Linked DNA regions of Mus musculus: region 2 is linked to region 1. The links are chromatin contacts, called in public HiChIP or PLAC-seq maps. All regions are on one chromosome and are shown on one strand. Each heading gives the region's core, a stretch centred on a gene start, on an enhancer-like site or on the middle of the called end of the contact. The rest is flanking DNA. Distances are from core to core; before and after follow the strand shown. Region 1 has its middle 16 kb from the start of Abracl. Region 2 overlaps Ect2l (epithelial cell transforming sequence 2 oncogene-like).

Region 1 (2,817 bases), core at 244-2,743:
ATAGGGGAGGAAAGGGTTTATTGGGCTTTGCTTCCATATCACTGTTCATCCTCAAAGGAAGTCAGGACAGGAGCCTGCAGGGCAGGAGCTGATGCAGAAGCCATGGAAGGGTGTTACTTACTGGCTTGCTCCTCATGGTTTTCCCAGTCTGCTTTCTTATAGAACCCAGGACCACCAGTCCAGGGATGGCACTACACACAGTGGGATGGGCATTTCTTCCATCAATCACTAATTAAGATGCCTTACAACTGGATCTTAGGAAGGCATTCTATCAAGCGAGGTTCCCTCCTTTTAGATGGCTTTAGCTTCTGTCATATTGACATAAAGCCAGTCAGTAGATACTTCTCAGGTTCAAATAGAAGATATGTCAGAACCTCTCCAAGAAGTAAAACCTCAGACCCAAATGCAGGCTTCCCCACATCTAGCATTCCTGGAATGTACTATTGCACCACAAAATTGTTCCTAACCTGTAGGCTGAGAGCACCCATAAGAAACCGCACTGCGGTGAAGGGACACTTTAAGGAATCCAGGAAACTGTGTGTACCCACATTGTCTACAGAATAAAGAAATAGATGACTTTTATACACTTTTATCATTAAAATAAAAATGCTGTCTTTATGACTAAGATGTAAACTCATCTGAATATTCTATATATTATATAGTTTCTTAATCACAGATACAGAAAACATGGCAACCACTGGGAAGGGTTTTTAGTTTGTTTGTTGTTGTTATTGTTTTTGTTTTTGCTTAACAGGAGTGATCATGTCCTCTAAATTACTCTCATAAATTACTCTCATAAATCCCGAAGACTTTATAAGGAAAGGTGTGTTGGAATGCAGTCACTCTTCCTTGCCCAGTCTACAGGCCTTTTAAATATCTCAGCAATGAGGTCTTGTGTAGAAGCTCTAGTTCTCTAACCACGCTCTGAATTGTAGGCCTAACCTTACCACCACTATATGCCTAGCCTCACCACAGCTACAGCCATAACTAACTAGAACAGGGGTAGCCAGCTGGCCCAGTCAACCTTTGGCTGGCCCTGACCCACAAGTGGCTTGGCAGATAAAGTTGTCAGTTACATACAAACTGAGCCTCTTGGACTTCTACTGAGCATCTGTTTTGGTTTGGCTCTAATGAACAAATGATAACACTGCACATTTATAGGGTACACTGTGATATTTTAATACATGCATTGTGTAATTATTAAATCAAGATGATTAGTACTTCAACCACTTCTCATTTCTTTGTGGTGAAAACATTTCTTTTTTAAATTCCTCTCTTCTCATTATTTTCAAGTACTTAATGTGACAGTTAATTATCGCCCACTGTACAGCAGAAAAATTAGAAATTACCTTTCCCATCTAATGGCAATGCTGTACCTGATGCCCAATACTTTCCTCAGGCATTTGAAGTCAGATGTAGAGGCATACACTATAGGAAACTAAGCTGACTGTTGGAGGATGTTTATGTGCACTGTGTATCTGAATGCTAATTTCTGTACCCAGAGATCTGGTTGCACTCCAGACTTTGGTTGGTATGACTCAGTATTTTGTAAAACCTGGTGCTTCCTCACCTTCTGGTTGGTTATAAAAGAACTATAACCGGGCAAGAGAGCAAAAGACTGGGCTCCTGTGCATGGAGAAAGGGAGAGGGTCTCACGTGGGGACCAAAGGAGTTGCTATTGGGACACGGATGAAAAGGGAGGTGCCAGGAGAGACTAAGATGGCAGGTAATGGGCCACGGGGCTGGGAAGTAAGCCAGGCCAGCATCGTGTAGTTAAAACAGCTCAGAGTCTGCCCAGCTAGAGCGCCTGAAGCTTAATAAATAGAAAAGTCTCCAAGTCATTATTCAGAGCCAGGGCGGGCATACAAAAGCCCCTACTTTTACAACTGAGTTAGAGAAAAGATGGGAGAAGGGAAAGTTAAGCAAAGAGAAAGCTAGAATCTATGAAAATGGTGAGGTGGTACCAACGTGGCAGCCTCAGTGCTGTGAAAAGATGCTCATGGATGTGCTTGGGCTCCATCTGGACCTACAGAATCGGATCTCCAGAGTACTTGGGTATAGAAAGGATACAAAATGATGGGGGGGGGGGGTTACAAAAGCCATTCAGATACCCTCCAGGAGGGAATCATCATCTCAAGCTACTCTCTCATGGCTCCTTTATGAATTTCATGAAATCTTCTGTCTTACTAAATGTCCCATGTCCACCCTGAGAGTTAGCCCCTTCACATAGCTAAGTGGATTTCCATTCTGTCTAAATTAAAGTATCTAAACAAACAGTAACTCAGAGGGGGATATGTAGAAAAAAAATTTTTTAAAGAAATGTTGTTGAGGCTGCCAGAGAGAGAGAGCCTACAGGAGGTGGGGTTTTCACACTGAGTCATCTTCCAGAAAAGCAGGTTTGCTTTTTGATTTCTCACCAGCAAAGCCTCCTGAGAAGTTGATTTTCTTTGCAGAGTTATTTATAACTGATTTTTTTTAAAAGGAAAAGGAAACCCCAAGATGGTTTTGCATATAGATAAATTAAAGATGGTACATTTCTCTTGGGTTTCTCTAGACACAGAGGACCATGGTTATAAACCCAATAACCCAGGTTATCATATGTTTTTATAATTTGTCAGCTCAAGGGCTTTCCCCACAGTATTGTCTAGAGCCATAGGCATACTCCAGACACTAGGGAAACCTGGATGTAAGTGGTACAATTAAATCCCTCAAATCAACTTTTTTAGCTTGTTTTTAAATTATGACTCTAGGACACTAAGGCATGGTTGGATCATCTCTGATGGAAACAAAAATAAATTTGCATATGCAAGAGTAGTA
Region 2 (3,057 bases), core at 392-2,891, 190 kb after region 1:
AACCACATGGTGACTCACAACCATCTGTAATGAGATCTGACACCCTCTTCTGGTGTGTCTGAAGACAGCTACAGTGTACTTACATATAATAAATAAATCTTTAAAAAAAAAAAAACAAACAAGAGAAAGAATGGGAGTGGAGCTGGGGTGGGGGAGGGGAGAAGATGGGAAGAAGCTGGAGGAGGGGAAATTGGGACCAGAAGATAACATATGAAAATGAGGATTTCAACAAAGAAAGAGAGAGACTGTAAAACAAACAAACAGACAGACCAGAACCATAGCCTCTGTCATGAGAAAAAGTACTGTTCTACAAATACAGTAGAGTTCGCCCCAGACTTCAAGCAGTTAAGTGATGTATATTTTTCATATTTATTATGTTTACATTTGGGAGGAGAAAGACTACAGGAATAAGAAGATTAAAAAGAAACACTGAATAAATAACCAAAATTTGATGGTTCTGTTACTGTTACAGCCACTCATTTCAATCCCCAATATATACTTCACTTCATAGCTTTCATTTCTCCCACTCTGGGGACTGAACCCAGGCCCTCGTACACTGGAGGCAAGTATTCTAAGCTCTTTTGTATGAATGCTTAAGAAAAATAAAAGGGTCAAGAAAAGGCCCCAGGTAAAGGCACTTGCTGGCAAGCCTCACTACCTGAATTCAACCACCTGGACCCACGTGATGCAGTAAGATACCAATTCCCACGAGGTGTTGTCCAATCTCCACACTCACGCCCTGGCTCGTGCCTAACCACCATCCACTACATACACTAAATACATAAATCTGATGAATACACAGAGCCTAGAAACTGGTCTAAAATGGAATTTTAAAGAAAAACAAAACTAGGAAAATAAAAGTTCCTCTTTAGAAAAATCCGGATACAGGTGTTCAGAGTAGCATTATCTTCAACAGCCTGAGGGGGAAACAAATCAAATGTTTACCAACTGGTGACAGTATGAAATATTATAAGTCCACAATATGGAATGTTTTTTGACAAGAAGAAAGTAGTTAAAAGTGTGCTATAAAATGGATAAACCTTGACATTTTAATACATGAAAAAAAAGCTACAAAAAAAAATCACCTATTACCTGGCTCTATTTATATAGAGTCCAGAGGGGGTACATTTAGAGAGATGGAAGTAGACTTGTGTTTGGACACATCTGGAAGGACAGGTGATAAGGAGTGACTATCATTGACTAGGGATTGACTGGGAATGGTGGAATGTGTTAAACTTAGATTATATGAGGACCACAAAATTCTGCCAATATTCACTTGAGTCCTTCAACTGCCAAATGTTATTGTACACAAAAATTATATTTCGGTAAGGATCATTTAAGGGAAGCTGGTTGTATTAACTTGTTAAAACAAACAAGCAAACAAACAAAAACGAGTCGAGCTTCTAGATCTAACTAAAATTGAACACAGCCCGAATGGGATTAGACTGTTAACCCAGTGTGAGCCTCTAGAAAGTTGAGGGCCAGGTAAAAACCACCCACGTATGCAAGCCTGAGACTGGGAAACATGTGACTAGGCAGATCGTGTTCAATAACAAAAACAATCACTACAAGTTAAAGACGACCCCAGAAGGACAAATCTAGAAACCAAAAACTCCCACCCAGCTTCCTGTGAAATCGGCAGCCCCGAGCGCGTTAGCAGCTGCGTGAACTATGACTCACTCGCTCACTGATCTCTCTGTGAGAACGCAGCTGCTGTTAAAGGAAGCAAAGAACAAACCAAAACAAAAACTACACAACAGGTTGGCTCCACATTCTCATTCCACAGAAAGAAGCATTCAAGCGCCAAAGGGTACAGTTTCTAGGGACAGAATGTCAGGTTAAGCAGCCTCAAAGTACCACAAGATCTCTAGTGACCTCTGGTGGTCAAAACTGAAACTGCTTGGTTCATGGTCCCTGAGACTACAATGTGATAATGGATGTGAATGAAGTTTGGTCTGTCTGTCTGTCTGTCTGTCTTGTTTGTTTGTTTGTATCTATTTTCTAGAATGCTGGAAGGTAGGGCAAAAGGAATCACAGAAAATGACTACAGTGAAATGTGCCTCCCCCTGATCGTCAGACAGCTACTGAGCAGCCTCTACGGGGCTGCGGAGATGCTCGGTGGTTAAGAGCACCTACAGCTCTTCCAGGAGCCTGAGTTCAGTTCTCAGCATCCACACTGTACAGCAGCTTACAAGCACCTGTGCTCCATCCCCGGGGGATCGGACATCCTCTTCAGGCCTCACAGGCACCCCCTCCATAGACACACACATATAAGAATAAGAAAGTATATCTTCTTTAAAAAGAATCTTCACAATTTTGGCCCTGAAGAGGATGGGAACTCCACAGGAAGACCAACAGTGTCAACTAACCTCGACCCTTGGGGCTCTCAGAGTCTGAACCACCAACCAGAGGACATTCATGGGCTGGACCTAAGCCTCCCCACACTTGTATGTCGCAGATGTGCAGCTTGTTCTTCATGTGGGTCCCGAACAACTGGAGCGGGTGCTGTCCCTAAAACTGTTGCCTGTACGTGGGGTGTGTTCTTCTCACTGGGCTGCCTTGTCTGGCCTCAATGGGAGAGGAAGCGCCTAGCCTCGCAAAGATTTGAAGTGCCAGAATAGGGGGCATGGGGGACACACCCACACAGAGGAGAAGGGAAAGGGGTAATTAGGAAAAGGGCAGTTTGAAAGCAATGATGAAAAGCATAATGAAAACCATAATGAAAGTGGCTAACCCCAACTGTCCGTGAAACATACCCAGAGTCTCCCTAAACAAACAATAGGAAATAAGCCACTTCCTGGAGTCCCCTCTGCAGGTGTGGCAGAGCTCCAGGTCTCTGTCCACTAGTTAAAGAGTGTCAGTCTGGGGACAAAGGACTACATCTCAGAAATGCCACTCTGTTAGGATTGTTGGCCGAAGACACCAGTGACTGCCCCAGACAGACTCAAGGGGACCTCTTTGGAGATGAATCCGGCAAAAATCATTCTCACAGAAGCTGCTACTACCCAGCTAGGTCCTCCAGTCAGGTCCAGGCACACTGAGGGGCTTTCTAGAATA

The links. HiChIP or PLAC-seq counts read pairs in DNA pulled down with a chosen protein or histone mark.
Region 2: a CTCF HiChIP or PLAC-seq map of CD8 T cells shows a contact between it and region 1, with 8 read pairs. The contact joins two enhancer-like sites. A contact is called at or near these places in 1 of 15 datasets of contacts at CTCF or cohesin (CD8 T cells), 1 of 115 datasets of contacts at active chromatin or transcription factors (bone marrow-derived macrophages) and 3 of 9 other capture datasets (adipose tissue, liver and pancreatic islet).

Annotation. Positions count from the first base shown.
Region 1 is chr10:18,005,923-18,008,739 of GRCm38.p6, forward strand. No RefSeq gene overlaps it. Among named protein-coding and RNA genes, the nearest start is that of Abracl, 16 kb to the right of the region's middle. Within about 2 kb of position 1,494, at least 24 of the 459 cell types and tissues checked have an H3K27ac peak or open chromatin away from gene starts, as enhancers often do. A contact at or near this core is called in CD8 T cells, where this site is marked.
Region 2 is chr10:18,195,625-18,198,681 of GRCm38.p6, forward strand. All of the region lies in intron 3 of Ect2l (epithelial cell transforming sequence 2 oncogene-like), which reads right to left. Among named protein-coding and RNA genes, the nearest start is that of Ect2l, 14 kb to the right of the region's middle. Within about 2 kb of position 1,642, at least 87 of the 459 cell types and tissues checked have an H3K27ac peak or open chromatin away from gene starts, as enhancers often do. A contact at or near this core is called in CD8 T cells, where this site is marked.